Regions from separate parts of the Mus musculus genome. Here all the other regions are linked to region 1. Evidence: chromatin contacts called from public Hi-C and targeted proximity ligation data. All regions are on one chromosome and are shown on one strand. The core of a region is the stretch at or near the end of the contact, and the rest is flanking DNA. Distances in the headings are between cores, read along the strand shown. Region 1 holds the start of Cdc42bpg (CDC42 binding protein kinase gamma (DMPK-like)). Region 2 holds the start of Peli3 (pellino 3). Region 3 holds the start of Tmem151a (transmembrane protein 151A). Region 4 holds the start of Rbm4 (RNA binding motif protein 4).

Region 1 (2,861 bases), core at 281-2,780:
TGCCCAGATCCAACCTCCTGGACAGGATGCCTAATACCTTTGTCTTGCCAGAAGGGGTGGGGGCTCTGGGCAGGAGCAGGGACAAGTTGGGGCAGGAGAGGCGTGAGTCACACCCGGCCTTGGAGTTACCTCGGGAGAAGTCAACAGACATGCCCTGTGTTGGGGTCCCAAGCAGAGGTGCCAGAGGCAGGCAGGGAGAAACACACATATGTGTAAACACACACACATGTGCCACATGCACACACCCAGGTACAGGTGTCATGTGGGAGTGATGACAAATCAGACACTTGTAAAACACAGAAGAGTCACAGAGAAACAGGCAGGCAACGGGGGCAGGGCCGTCTAACTGCTCTCACCCCAGAAAGAAATGGCAGGACTGGCTGGTAGACCCCCATCCATATTTGGCCTAGCCTTGTGTCTGCCCATAGCTCAGGAGCACCAAGAACTCTGATCGCCTACAGGGTAAACACCCCATGTTTCAGGCCCAATTCCCATGCCCTCCTCACCAAAGCCTGGCCAGATGTGTCCAGTGCCCACATTGGGTTTAGGATCACCCTAAGTCAGCCATTCCCAAGGATTCAGACGAATCAAATAAAACCACTTCTAACAAGACCCCAAATCCTCCAAAGGGGTTGAGGTTGGTTCTTGGTCCCGGCTAGGGATTGAAGTAAGGAGACTTGTCTGCAAGGTGAAGGACGAGGACTTTTGAGTGTGTGACAGGTGAGAGGGGTCCTAGAACAAAGTGCCCGTCCTCTTGAAGAACGGAGGAAATAGAGAAAGTCTGTATGTTTATGTCACACAAAACGGTGTCCGCCTAAATGTATGTTCTAGGTAGAGCATGAGGTGACCGTTGTGAAAGATGTGTATTGGCAACATGTCTGGGGTCTGTAGCAGGGTATGTGGGAAGTGTACCTTATGTACCTGTCTCTGGGAGTTTGAAGTAAGGTGCAGGTGAGCGAGCGGGCTGTGGAGACCAACGGCAAGCGTTAGATACAGCACAATGAGGAAGTTTCAGGAATATGCCACTCCCGGGAAAAGGTCTGGGGGCACAAAGCTCCAGGTGTTGTCGTCCCTCCAGCTTCCCTTCCCGGGTGTTGCCCGGACCACTCACCCCAGCTCAGAAACTGCGCCACGTTACGCTCCCGGCGCAGGGGGGCGCTGCTGAGCTCTTGGTGCACCCCCAGCAGCAGATCCAGGAGGCCGTCGAGCCCTGGGCTGCCACCAGCTTCGCCCCGTACCAGCTGCTCCAGCGCACGCAGCCGCTGCTCCATGGCTGCCGCTGGAGCCCCGAAACCCGGGCTAGAGCCAGGCCGCCCGCATGCCCCGTCCGTCCGTCCGCCCGGCGGTCCGTCTGTGGTCCCGTGGCTCGTTCTGCGCGGCTTCCCCCCTCCCTCCCGCCCTCCCCGCTGTCACCTTCCTCGGTCGCCACCCGCGCTCCTTCACCTGGTCGCCCGCCCCGCCCTCCAAGCCCGCCCCCGACGGACGGGCAGGTGCGCGCCGGCCAATGGGAGCCGCGGCTGAAGGTGAAGGTGGGAAGGCGGAGGCGCGCGGGGGCGGGGCCGACCCTCGTCCAGGAAGTGGGAGGGCGGGCCACGAAAAGTAACTCCTGGGCGGGGTTGGAGGGGGTCCGTTGGGGTCGCAAAAGGCCCCTCTGATCACGGTGCCACCCCAGTCCCAGCGCCACCTAGACCCTCATGAGACACTAACCTAGACAGAGCCTAGCGCAACTTCCCGCGGGACCCGGCCAGCGGCCTGTCCCTTAGCCAGGCCAGAGGGGCTAGGGACGGTTGCGGCCCTGAAGCCGGATGGGAGTTGTAGTCCGCTCTGGCCTCGGTTTGAAAGCGGCGCTAAGGCAACACACCCATCTACCCCCAAAAGTTTCTGATCTCCTTTAAATCCTTAAAACTAACCCAGAGACATGTAGTTGAGGTAGGATGGGCACACTCATTTAGCATGAATACACTGCGGCTTTGGAAGGCTGAGGGTAGGGGGTCTCTGAAACTAGATTCTCGTGTGGACCTAGATGGGACTGATTTTCAAGGCTTTGGCGGGAACAAGGCCCTGAACTGGAACGTGGAGGGCACAAGAAGTTTGAGATGTGCTGATGGAGGCAAAGGAGGTGGAGGTGCTGGCTGTGTCCAGGGAGGTTTTTTATTTCTGGCCATCTGTGTTGGTCTTGATGGTGACAGGCCAGATACCAAAGAGAAGGGTGCTCTGGTGTCTTTTGAACAACTTGTTTAAAGGCCTACTTAGAGGGCTTGCCTCTCCTTCCAGACTGCAAGCTGAAGACCTTGACAGGATCGAGTCATCAGCGTTGAGGGAGGAAGCATTCTGAATGTTTGCAGGGGCAAAGTGAGTGGGACACCCAAATCCCATCTAACGGGGTCTAGAAACATTACAGGGGTTATGTTGGGGTGGTGGTGTGGGAGTGCACGCCTTTAATCCCAGTACTTGGGAGGCAAAAACAGGTAGATCTCTGGGATCCAGGCCAGCCTGGTCTTCAGAGTAAGTTCCAGGACAGCCAGGGCTATACAGAGAAACCCTGTAAAAAAAAAACAAAACAAAAAAAAAAAAAAAAAAAAACCAACCAACCACTGTAGGTCTCTCATTTGATCTTTACAGAAGCCCCTTCTCCATGAGGTCCACAATTTGAAATGGGGAAAACACAGGCATATATTTCTTTCCAGATCTATCAGGCTGGGAAAGAGACTCAGGATTCAAATTCAATGCCATGGCACTGCCAAGGGAGGGTCAGGGAGGGCAGACTGGAGTTTGGATTTACGGTTTTTGTTGTTGGTGTTGTTTTTATCCTCTCATATAAACTAGGCTGATCTGGAACACACTATGTAGTCAAGAATGAC
Region 2 (2,728 bases), core at 176-2,675, 1.4 Mb after region 1:
CTCTAGTTCATGGCAGCTTTCAAAGTCAGGAGTTCATCAGGTTTGGCGGCCCTTGCTTTTAACTCCAGCTTTTTGGAGGCTAGTCTGATGATGTACATGGTGAGCTCCAGGCCATTCAGGGGTATACAGTGAGACTCTCAAAACTAACAAACAAGCAAACAAAGTAAGGGGACTAGAGATGGCTCAGTGGCTAAGTGCAATGGCTGCTTGCTCTTTCAGAGAGCCTGGGTTTTTATTATTATTATTATTATTATTATTATTATTATTATTATTAGACAGGGTTTCTCTGTATAGTCCTGGCTGTCCTGTAACTCACTCTGTAGACCAGGCTGGCCTTGAACTCAGAAATCCGCCTGCCTCTGCCTCCCAAGTGCTGGGATTAAAGGCTTGCGCCACCACTGCCCAGCTCTGGGTTTGATACTTAGCACTGGCATGGTGGCTCACAACTGTTTGTAACTCCAGTCCCAGAGAATTCGAGTTTCTGGCCTCTGTTGGCACCAGGTAGGCATACAAGTGGTGCACAACCATACACGGAAGCAAAATACTCATATACATGAAAATAGATTTAATATAAAAAAAATAATGAGTCGTTCAAGGGCTGGAGATGTTGGTAAGTGGTAAAGTGTTTATCAAGGTGTATGAAGCCATGGGCCAGATCCTCTCTTGGTTCCTTTGTAGCAAGCCATTTCTGTAAATCTGTTTTGTGGCATCGGGGACAGGGGTGACAGGCCACAATTATCGTACCCGCCTTCCAAGGATTACAGGACTTAATTTGCCCAAATTCAACCCAGAGAGCCTGGTACTGACAGAAGAAAGCCTGTGGCCCTGAGGGACCGAGCACCCCAAAGTGGGCTTTCCTTTGAGGCTTTGCAAAGGATAGAAGCATGCTGTTGGGAGGGGAGGTCAGTGATTCATGTCTCTGGACACCAAGGAGGCCAGAGCTCACTGATTGTTGCACAGAGAGAAAGTGGTCGCGCTGAACTGAAAGACAGATCTGCACTCGAGACAACCGCAGTGGCTTTCCTCAGCCTCCACGGGTGATGCACCTTCCTCCGCCTCTTCTAGTAGTTTCCTTCCCTCTGTTTGCTCTGGGCTTCTCTGTAATTCCGAGATTTCCCCATAAAGGAGGCGGGGTCTTGGAGCAGCGGGTGGGCAGTCGCTAGTCTTAGGTTGGGAAAAGGAGCCTCTAGATTACTGTGTGAAAGGAGGCTCCGGTCTCGGGGAGAACCTAGAAGACCCCAGAATGAGGGTGAGGTGTCCGGAGCCTGGAATAAGAGAGGGGTCTTGTAGACAACCTCTTTGGCTTCCCAGACTACAGCCAGGCTTAAGCCGCAGGAGGCGGAGCCTCGGGGTAAGGTGGGGCCTCTAGGGGCGGAGCCGGGGCGGGGCGTGGGGCAAGGGGTGGGGCGTGGAGGTTTGTGTGCACATCCCTCCCTCCTCCGGGCCTCGGGTGTCCCCGTGACGAGGCTGCACCGAGCAGCCGCGGGCCGGGCCCATCCCGCCGCGGCAGTCCCGGGGCGCAGTAGAGGTGAGGCGGGTGGGGGCCAGCAGCACACAGAGAGCCCCAGAACGCCGCCAGGTGAGGCTGGCGAGGTGGGGGGCGGGGGGCTGTGTTGGGCGTGCGTTGGGGGCGTGTTTGAGTATCTGGGGGTGGCGGGGTTAAGAGAGCGGGTCTGAGGGCTGGCGCCTGTGGCTGTTAGCGCGGAGGCGCGTCTCTGCCGTAGGAGTTCTTGGGTATGCTGTGCCAGTCTAGGCACTGCCCGCGGGACTGACAGCGTGCGCGCGCGTATTTGTGAGGGGCCGCCTGGTGTGTATCTGCGTATGCTGTCATTGTGCCCTTCCCGAGCACGGGGTGCAGGCCTGCCTCTGCGCAGACCTTCCAACGTTGGGGCTGTTAACAGCCTGCGGGCGACTGACTCTGCTGCAGGAGGTGCCCGACTGGGGAGCGCCGCCCCCACAGGCCTCCAGAGACCTAAGCGGCCTGAGGACCACAGACAGACACCTGAGGGAGGGAGGGATCTGGAGGCCTGCCTGCATTGCCAGGCTAAGATAGGGAGACTGAGTCAGGTGGGTGGTAAGACAAAGGCAGACAGATAGAGGAAGGATAGAAGTAGGGACCGGAGTGGGGCGAGAACAGGCAGAAAAGGACGTGCTGGGAGGACAGAGAGTCATTGAGAACAGACAGACTGACAGAGGCCTAGACCTGCTGCAAAAAGGGCAATAAGATTAGAATGAAGACAGACACCCAAGAACCTGACAGAGAGCTTAACTGAGGTCTTGGGGTTAAGAGCTTAAGCCAGGAATTAAGTCTGAGTCTAGAGGTCTCTTAAGTCCTGGCTGCCCCTCTGCCAAACACATTCCATCCAAAGTTGGTATATTGCTCTAACCGACCAAACACTCTGACTCTGATTTTGCCATTTGTTTCTTGGTCTTGTCTCACCAGTCTCCCTCCTTGGTATCCCAGCAACCTCACCATTTGGGGGAAAGGAAGTAGTTATAATAACAAGTGTTGACGGACCATTCTTGCCTTGTGTCTAGCCAGAGCCTGAGAGGAGCTGGGGTGGGAAGTTGCAAGGTTCTTTTCTCTTCTCCCACTGTGCTCAGAATGGTGCTGGAAGGAAACCCTGACGTGGGATCCCCCCGGACCTCAGACCTCCAGCACCCGGGGAGCCAGGGCTCTTGCATCCTGTCTTGTCCTGGTGAAGAAGCACTGGCAGGCGAGGAGCCC
Region 3 (2,727 bases), core at 169-2,668, 1.2 Mb after region 1:
AGTTCCAGGACAACCAGGGCTATACAGAGAAACCCTGTCTCAGAAAAAAAAAAAAAAAAAAACAACCAACCAAACAAACAAACAATCAAAAAAACCCAGAGGTCCTGACTTCAATTCCCAGAAACCACATGGTGGCTCACAACCATCTGTAATGGGATCTGATGCCCTCTTCTGGCATGCAGGTGTACGTGCAGATAGAGCACTCATACATAAAATAAATACACCTTTAAAAAATAAAAATAAAAGGGGGGATCACTTTAGCCCTTACAGAGGGACAAAGGGAACGGAGGCTTGACCATGGCCCAGAGTGATGGCTAGAGTCTGGGTTCTAAACCCCTCTTTAATCAGATTTTCCCTGAATATTTTCCATGAGGACAGGAACTATGTCATTCCTAACACCTATCTATGTCTTCCTAGTGCCCAGGCACACTAACTACATATAGACAATAGCCAGAAAACATTTAGGCCCAATAAGTAAACAAATGGGTGCGGTTGGAGAGATGGTCGCTCTTCCAAAGGACCTGCTTAGATTCCCATTATTCACTCAGCAGCTCACAACCATCTATCATTCCAGTTCCAGGGGATCGAACACCCTCCTCTGCCCTCTGTGGGCACTGCTTGTATGTGGTGTACAGACAAACATACAGGCAAAACACATATAAAATAAAATAGTAATTTTAAAAGTAAACACAAAATAAGCAAAGATGGAGGACAGTGAAATATACTTTTAGTCCCAGCTCAGGAGGCAGAGGTAGGTGAATCTCTGAATTTGAGGCCTCTGAAATGTGAGAAACCAGCCCCGTGAGCTATACACACCTGAGAAAAGGGTGTCCCATGCAGGGCAAACCTATCACACACACACCCCGCCCCCGCCTGGCCTAAACATGCTAGTGACTTTAATCCAACATATTATCATTCCCATTTCTCAGATAGAAAGGCTGAGTTTATGGCTTGAACATGCTGGTCAAAAGTCGCGCAGCCTAGAGTTCCTGGTGCCCTGGCTCCAGCCCACCAGCCTGTAATCCAGCAGATGAGACTGTCTTTCCCTTCTGGGTATTAACTGTCAACAAGCAAAGCTTATGGGGTGAAGTCTGGGTGGGCTTAGTGCTGGGCCTATTCCCTAGAGAGGAACCTGCGGACGTCCACCCACCATGGCCGTCTTCATTACTCAGTTGGGGAGACTCGGGTGCCGCAGAGCAAGGACTCGCCCAAGGTCGCAAGCGCGAGCGCGGCTAGAGAAACCAGGCGTCCGGCGGTCCAGACTGGGCTTCCCACAGGCGAGGGGGTGGAGATGGGGTGTGCCCGCGGTGCCAGGCGCGGCCAGCGGCGCCACCGGTGCTGCGGGGGCGGGGTCAGCGGAGGGCGGGGCGCCGGGCACCGCGGCCGCCAACGCCGCCGCGCTCGGGCTGGGCTCCGCGCACTCTTCAGCGGCCGCCGAGCCGAGCGGACGCCCCTCGGGGCCGCACCGCAGCCCCCCCGCACCCCTGCTTATCATGCCCCGAGCCAGGGCCTGGCAGCCGAAGCAGCCAGGACACCATGCCGGAGGGCGAAGGTGGAGACTGCGGGGAGGTGCCCGCGCTCGTTCCGGACGGCGAGCCGCTGCGAGAGGAGGTACCGGGGGCGAGTAGTGGGAAAGAAGCCAGGGCTGTAGAGAGGTGAAGGGGACAAGTAGAGGGGCGATCCCCGGAGAGGGATTGAGGAGGAAAGTCCCGGAGCCCCTCCAGCAATGACGTCATTGGGGAGACAGCGTTCTGGTAGGGGTCGAGGCTTCGGGATCCACGTAGGTCAAGGCAGGAATAGATGGCAGGAATGTAGGGGAGACCCTGACCCTCGACGCCCCCTCAACCATCTTCTCCTGTCCTGTGACGTCAGCCCCTGTGGCCCCCACACGTCCCTGTTCCATAGCGCAGCCGGGGATGCTGTCCGTGACTGCTTGGGCCATGGGGTCAGGCCCCCAGTCCAGCCCAGTTGCTCACGAGGTGTCGGGCGGTGCCTGCAATGCAGTAGCGGTGGCAGGGACTGGAGGTGGGGGAGGGAAAAACGGAAGAGAAAGGAGCGGAGCCTGCTGATACCTTTCTCTCCCCCACCCCCAGGTGAGGACTGAGGGCCCACTCCAGTGGCTGAGATCCCCAGACCCCCTCCCCAGCTCTAGCTAGGAGGATGTGCCAAGTGTAAGATGATAGGTGTGGAAAACAGGGTGGTGTGTGGTCTGCATGTGTGAGCGGATATAAATGCATTTTGTGGTGTGTGTGTGTGTGTGTGTGTGTGTGTGTGTGAAAGAATTCTGGTGATGTGTTCCCTGTGTCTTCAGTAGAAACATATATACCCTGTAGTCAGGTGAGCCTCTGGTGGGTCCCTTGCCTTGGGTCTTCACCCAAGAGTGTGGGTGTGTATGATTTCATGCTGTGCCTCTCTAGTGTGTTGCTAAGTATGGACTGTGGGTGTCAGGTTGCTATAGGGTGGGGTAGGCATGCACTGTGGTCAGGTGAGGGTCTTACATGTCTAGGTGCCAGAGTGTAACATGTATGTGCATATGCCCTGTGCTGATGTGGTCTTGAGTGTGTGGGTGTACCTTGCTACAGCCCTGATGTTTGTTCTCTGAAAATAAGTGAGGTTCTGTTGTTTCTTAATGAGCGATGGTGTTCCTTTGTGGTAGGTGGGTCTATGATGAGCCTGTGTTGGAGGTGTGGATGGGTGGGTGTGTGCCCCTGGCTGGCACAGGTCTAA
Region 4 (2,829 bases), core at 157-2,656, 1.5 Mb after region 1:
CAGGAATTTTGGCATAAGAAAGATGATTAAACTGAGAGAAAATGATTTCTATACCCTATGCATTTCTGGGTGCATATTGAGATGTGGCTGTGCATTTTAGATCCCCTCTGAAAGGGCCTGTGCAGGACAGCAGAACTTGTATTACAGATCTCAGGTGGCTTTTACTCAGTCTCAGGTGCTGCAGAATGAAGCCATGGCCATATTTAATGTCATATTGTTACTTTTTAAGGGGCCTATTTCCTAGCCTTAAATTATAGACTAATTTTCTGCTATAGAATCCAGTAGCTTATTTTCTGTCTCTGCCTTTTGTTTGACTTTTTCTTTCTTTTGTGGCAGTTTTGGGAGGTAGTATGCTCTATTTGTTATTTTACTCCCAATCATCCTGTTCTCATGAAGTTCCCCCTGCTTTCTGCCTGTTCACCTTTAAGTTCTCCATTCAGCACCTTTCCCGGTTATCTCCATCTTAAGAAGCTGCGTTGCAGAGGGTCATGACTAAAGTTGCTTGCTCAATGAGTATGGGATTATGTGAAGCAGCCAGTGGGTGAGAAAAATGTGATGAGGGAATTTGGACCCTGTGAAGAATGTTCGTTTGTACTTGTTTACAGCTGATTGTCACAAGCCTTTTTTCCAAGGTCAGTTTTAGGGAATTTAAACTTAGTTTTGGCTAATGGAGCCCAATAAAACCAAACAAAATCAAAAATTGCTGTTCCCGTTTTTTGTTTTGTTTTTTGTTTCTTCTCTTGGCGGGGTGAAGTTGGGGTGGGATGGGGTGTCGATTTTCAATCTCTGTTTTTCACACCTTTTGGGGAGGTGGGAGGCTGTTTCCTAAAGGGAACCTTAACCCCTGTGTCTCCTACGTCTCTGACCACCCTATTGTCTGGGCCATTGAACTGTTATCGAAGCTGGATCCACTGACTGTTTTAGAGTTTTAAAATTACATAAAGATACTTATAATTTTGGTAACTTGAGACTCAGAAGGACTACATTGGAAAGTGGGGGTTGCTTTTTAAGTAGGGGCGGGAGCTTGGCTATCGCCGGGAGGTCTGGGTAGGTTGACTGATGCAATATCCACGTTGCGGGGCGTGGTGACGCTCAGCTAGGGACCGGTGCGGAATTGTGGTGACAGAACTTGAATTTTGTCAGGATGTGCACGTGTAAGTGACAAAATGTGAAAGCTTAACAAAGTTGGGAGCCACGAAGCTACAGGTTGCCCCACTGACGCACGGCACCTTGTTCATTCTGCCTAATGGCTGGCCGCGCTTTGAAGAATTCCGCGTTTCTAGCTCCACCTTCAGATGGACCTCTTGCCCAATCAGTGGCTTCAGTTTCACTAGGCTGGGTGCTCATTGGCTTTCATATAAAAGGTCCAGGTTACTGACGTTTCCACCTCTTCCTGGCCTCTCAGGTAATTGGCGTTCCGGGTAACCAATCAGGAAGAGGATCTCCGGGAACGCCAGCCTTTTACTTTACCGAACGGCCAATCCGGTGGGTAGGTTCACCCCTCTTTCTACCCAGAGTCACTGCTGTGGCCGCCGCCATTTTAGCGTTTTGTCAGAACCGTCCGCGCTGCAAGGAGGAGGACCTGCAGGTATCCATGCGGTGAGATACTCCACGTTCTTCCACTGTGTTCTTTTCTCTGTTAAAAAAACTTACCTGACTCCGGTGGGTGTCAGGGTTGGCATAGTGGGGTTGCGGTCTGCGCACCCGTCCCTGAGAGCCGACATCGGTCCTCGACTTAGTGCGGTAAGCCTGAAACAACCTTCCTCCAAGTCCTCGTTCTCTACTCCCGGAATAGCTTTCTTTTGTCCACCTTACCCTCTGCTTTGCTCAATCTTCTTTGGGGTTTCCACCTAGATAAATCTTAGATTTAGGCTGGAGAATCTGTCATGCCCTGGGCATTGTTGGCTTCCTCACCAAACTGTAGCACCAGTCTTTGACCAGTTCTTCTGTAGGAGCCTGTAATGACATGCCCCACCCCCACCCCCACCCCAGAGGACTCCTCCTACTCGGGCATTTTCTATATTTCCCTGCTTTTTATCTGGTTGATCCCGGAACTCACTACTCCGAGTGAAATTCCCACTTTTCCGGAAATGGTTGCTAAGAGAGGAAGAGCTAATTTGAAGTAATTATAATTAGCAAGTCTAGTAGTTAGAATCTTGTTTTCAAATGTCAAAGTGAGTAGCTCTCAGTACCTGTAGCATTTTTTTTATTTATGCTGAAAACTTAGAGCGTTATTCCTTTGTCTGGGGCAGGGGAAGTGTAACTCAGTGGCGGAATACTTGCCTATAATGTACCGTGCTGTAGGTTGGAGCCACACCGCAAAATCCCCTTTGTCTACAAAAGTCTGCCTTGTTACATTTTTCCTCTTTATAGAACTTCTTGTGAGAAATAGAAGCAGGCTCTTGTTGAACTCCACATTTGTTACTGATTGGAGATGTAAGAGCATGCCTGTAGGAGAAAACTTTTGGGACTATGTGCTAAAGTGAAAGGAGATGATGGGAGCCATTTATTTATTTGATTTTTTTTTTCCCTTTTTTTAACAGTTGCTATGGACTTGAGGTCTTCTCCTAAAAATCTTGTTTCTCTACTTGCAGGCTGTGTGGAGATGGTGAAGCTGTTCATTGGAAATCTGCCCCGGGAGGCCACAGAGCAGGAGATCCGCTCACTCTTCGAGCAGTACGGGAAGGTGCTGGAATGTGACATCATTAAGAATTATGGCTTTGTGCACATAGAGGACAAGACGGCCGCTGAGGATGCCATACGCAACCTGCACCACTACAAGCTGCACGGAGTGAACATCAATGTGGAAGCCAGCAAGAATAAGAGCAA

The links. A called contact is a pair of places that touch in the nucleus more often than the background predicts.
Region 2: a contact with region 1 is called in a targeted proximity ligation map of microglia, with 4 times the contacts expected there. A contact is called at or near these places in 1 of 39 promoter capture datasets (liver) and 3 of 130 datasets of targeted methods (bone marrow-derived dendritic cells, microglia and pancreatic cancer cells).
Region 3: a targeted proximity ligation map of microglia shows a contact between it and region 1, with 5 times the contacts expected there. A contact is called at or near these places in 2 of 130 datasets of targeted methods (microglia and pancreatic cancer cells) and 2 of 9 other capture datasets (adipose tissue and liver).
Region 4: a Hi-C map of B cells shows a contact between it and region 1, with 7 read pairs. A contact is called at or near these places in 1 of 484 Hi-C or Micro-C datasets (B cells), 1 of 130 datasets of targeted methods (bone marrow-derived dendritic cells) and 2 of 9 other capture datasets (adipose tissue and liver).

What each region holds. Positions count from the first base shown.
Region 1 is chr19:6,305,126-6,307,986 of GRCm38.p6, reverse strand. It overlaps Cdc42bpg (CDC42 binding protein kinase gamma (DMPK-like)), which reads right to left and starts at 1,530. Exons shown (of 37, transcript NM_001033342.1): 1 at 1,112-1,530. The coding sequence starts at 1,271. Gm52380 (a long non-coding RNA gene) reads left to right here and starts at 1,441. Exons shown (of 3, transcript XR_003952842.1): 1 at 1,441-1,523; 2 at 2,275-2,352.
Region 2 is chr19:4,941,789-4,944,516 of GRCm38.p6, reverse strand. It overlaps Peli3 (pellino 3), which reads left to right and starts at 1,425. Exons shown (of 7, transcript NM_172835.3): 1 at 1,425-1,579; 2 at 2,605-2,728. The coding sequence starts at 2,606.
Region 3 is chr19:5,084,182-5,086,908 of GRCm38.p6, reverse strand. It overlaps Tmem151a (transmembrane protein 151A), which reads left to right and starts at 1,418. Exons shown (of 2, transcript NM_001001885.2): 1 at 1,418-1,611. The coding sequence starts at 1,537.
Region 4 is chr19:4,792,586-4,795,414 of GRCm38.p6, reverse strand. Rbm4 (RNA binding motif protein 4) reads left to right here and starts at 1,406. Exons shown (of 4, transcript NM_001290122.1): 1 at 1,406-1,599; 2 at 2,595-2,829. The coding sequence starts at 2,606. Gm21992 (predicted gene 21992) reads left to right here. Exons shown (of 3, transcript NR_157185.1): 2 at 1,406-1,599.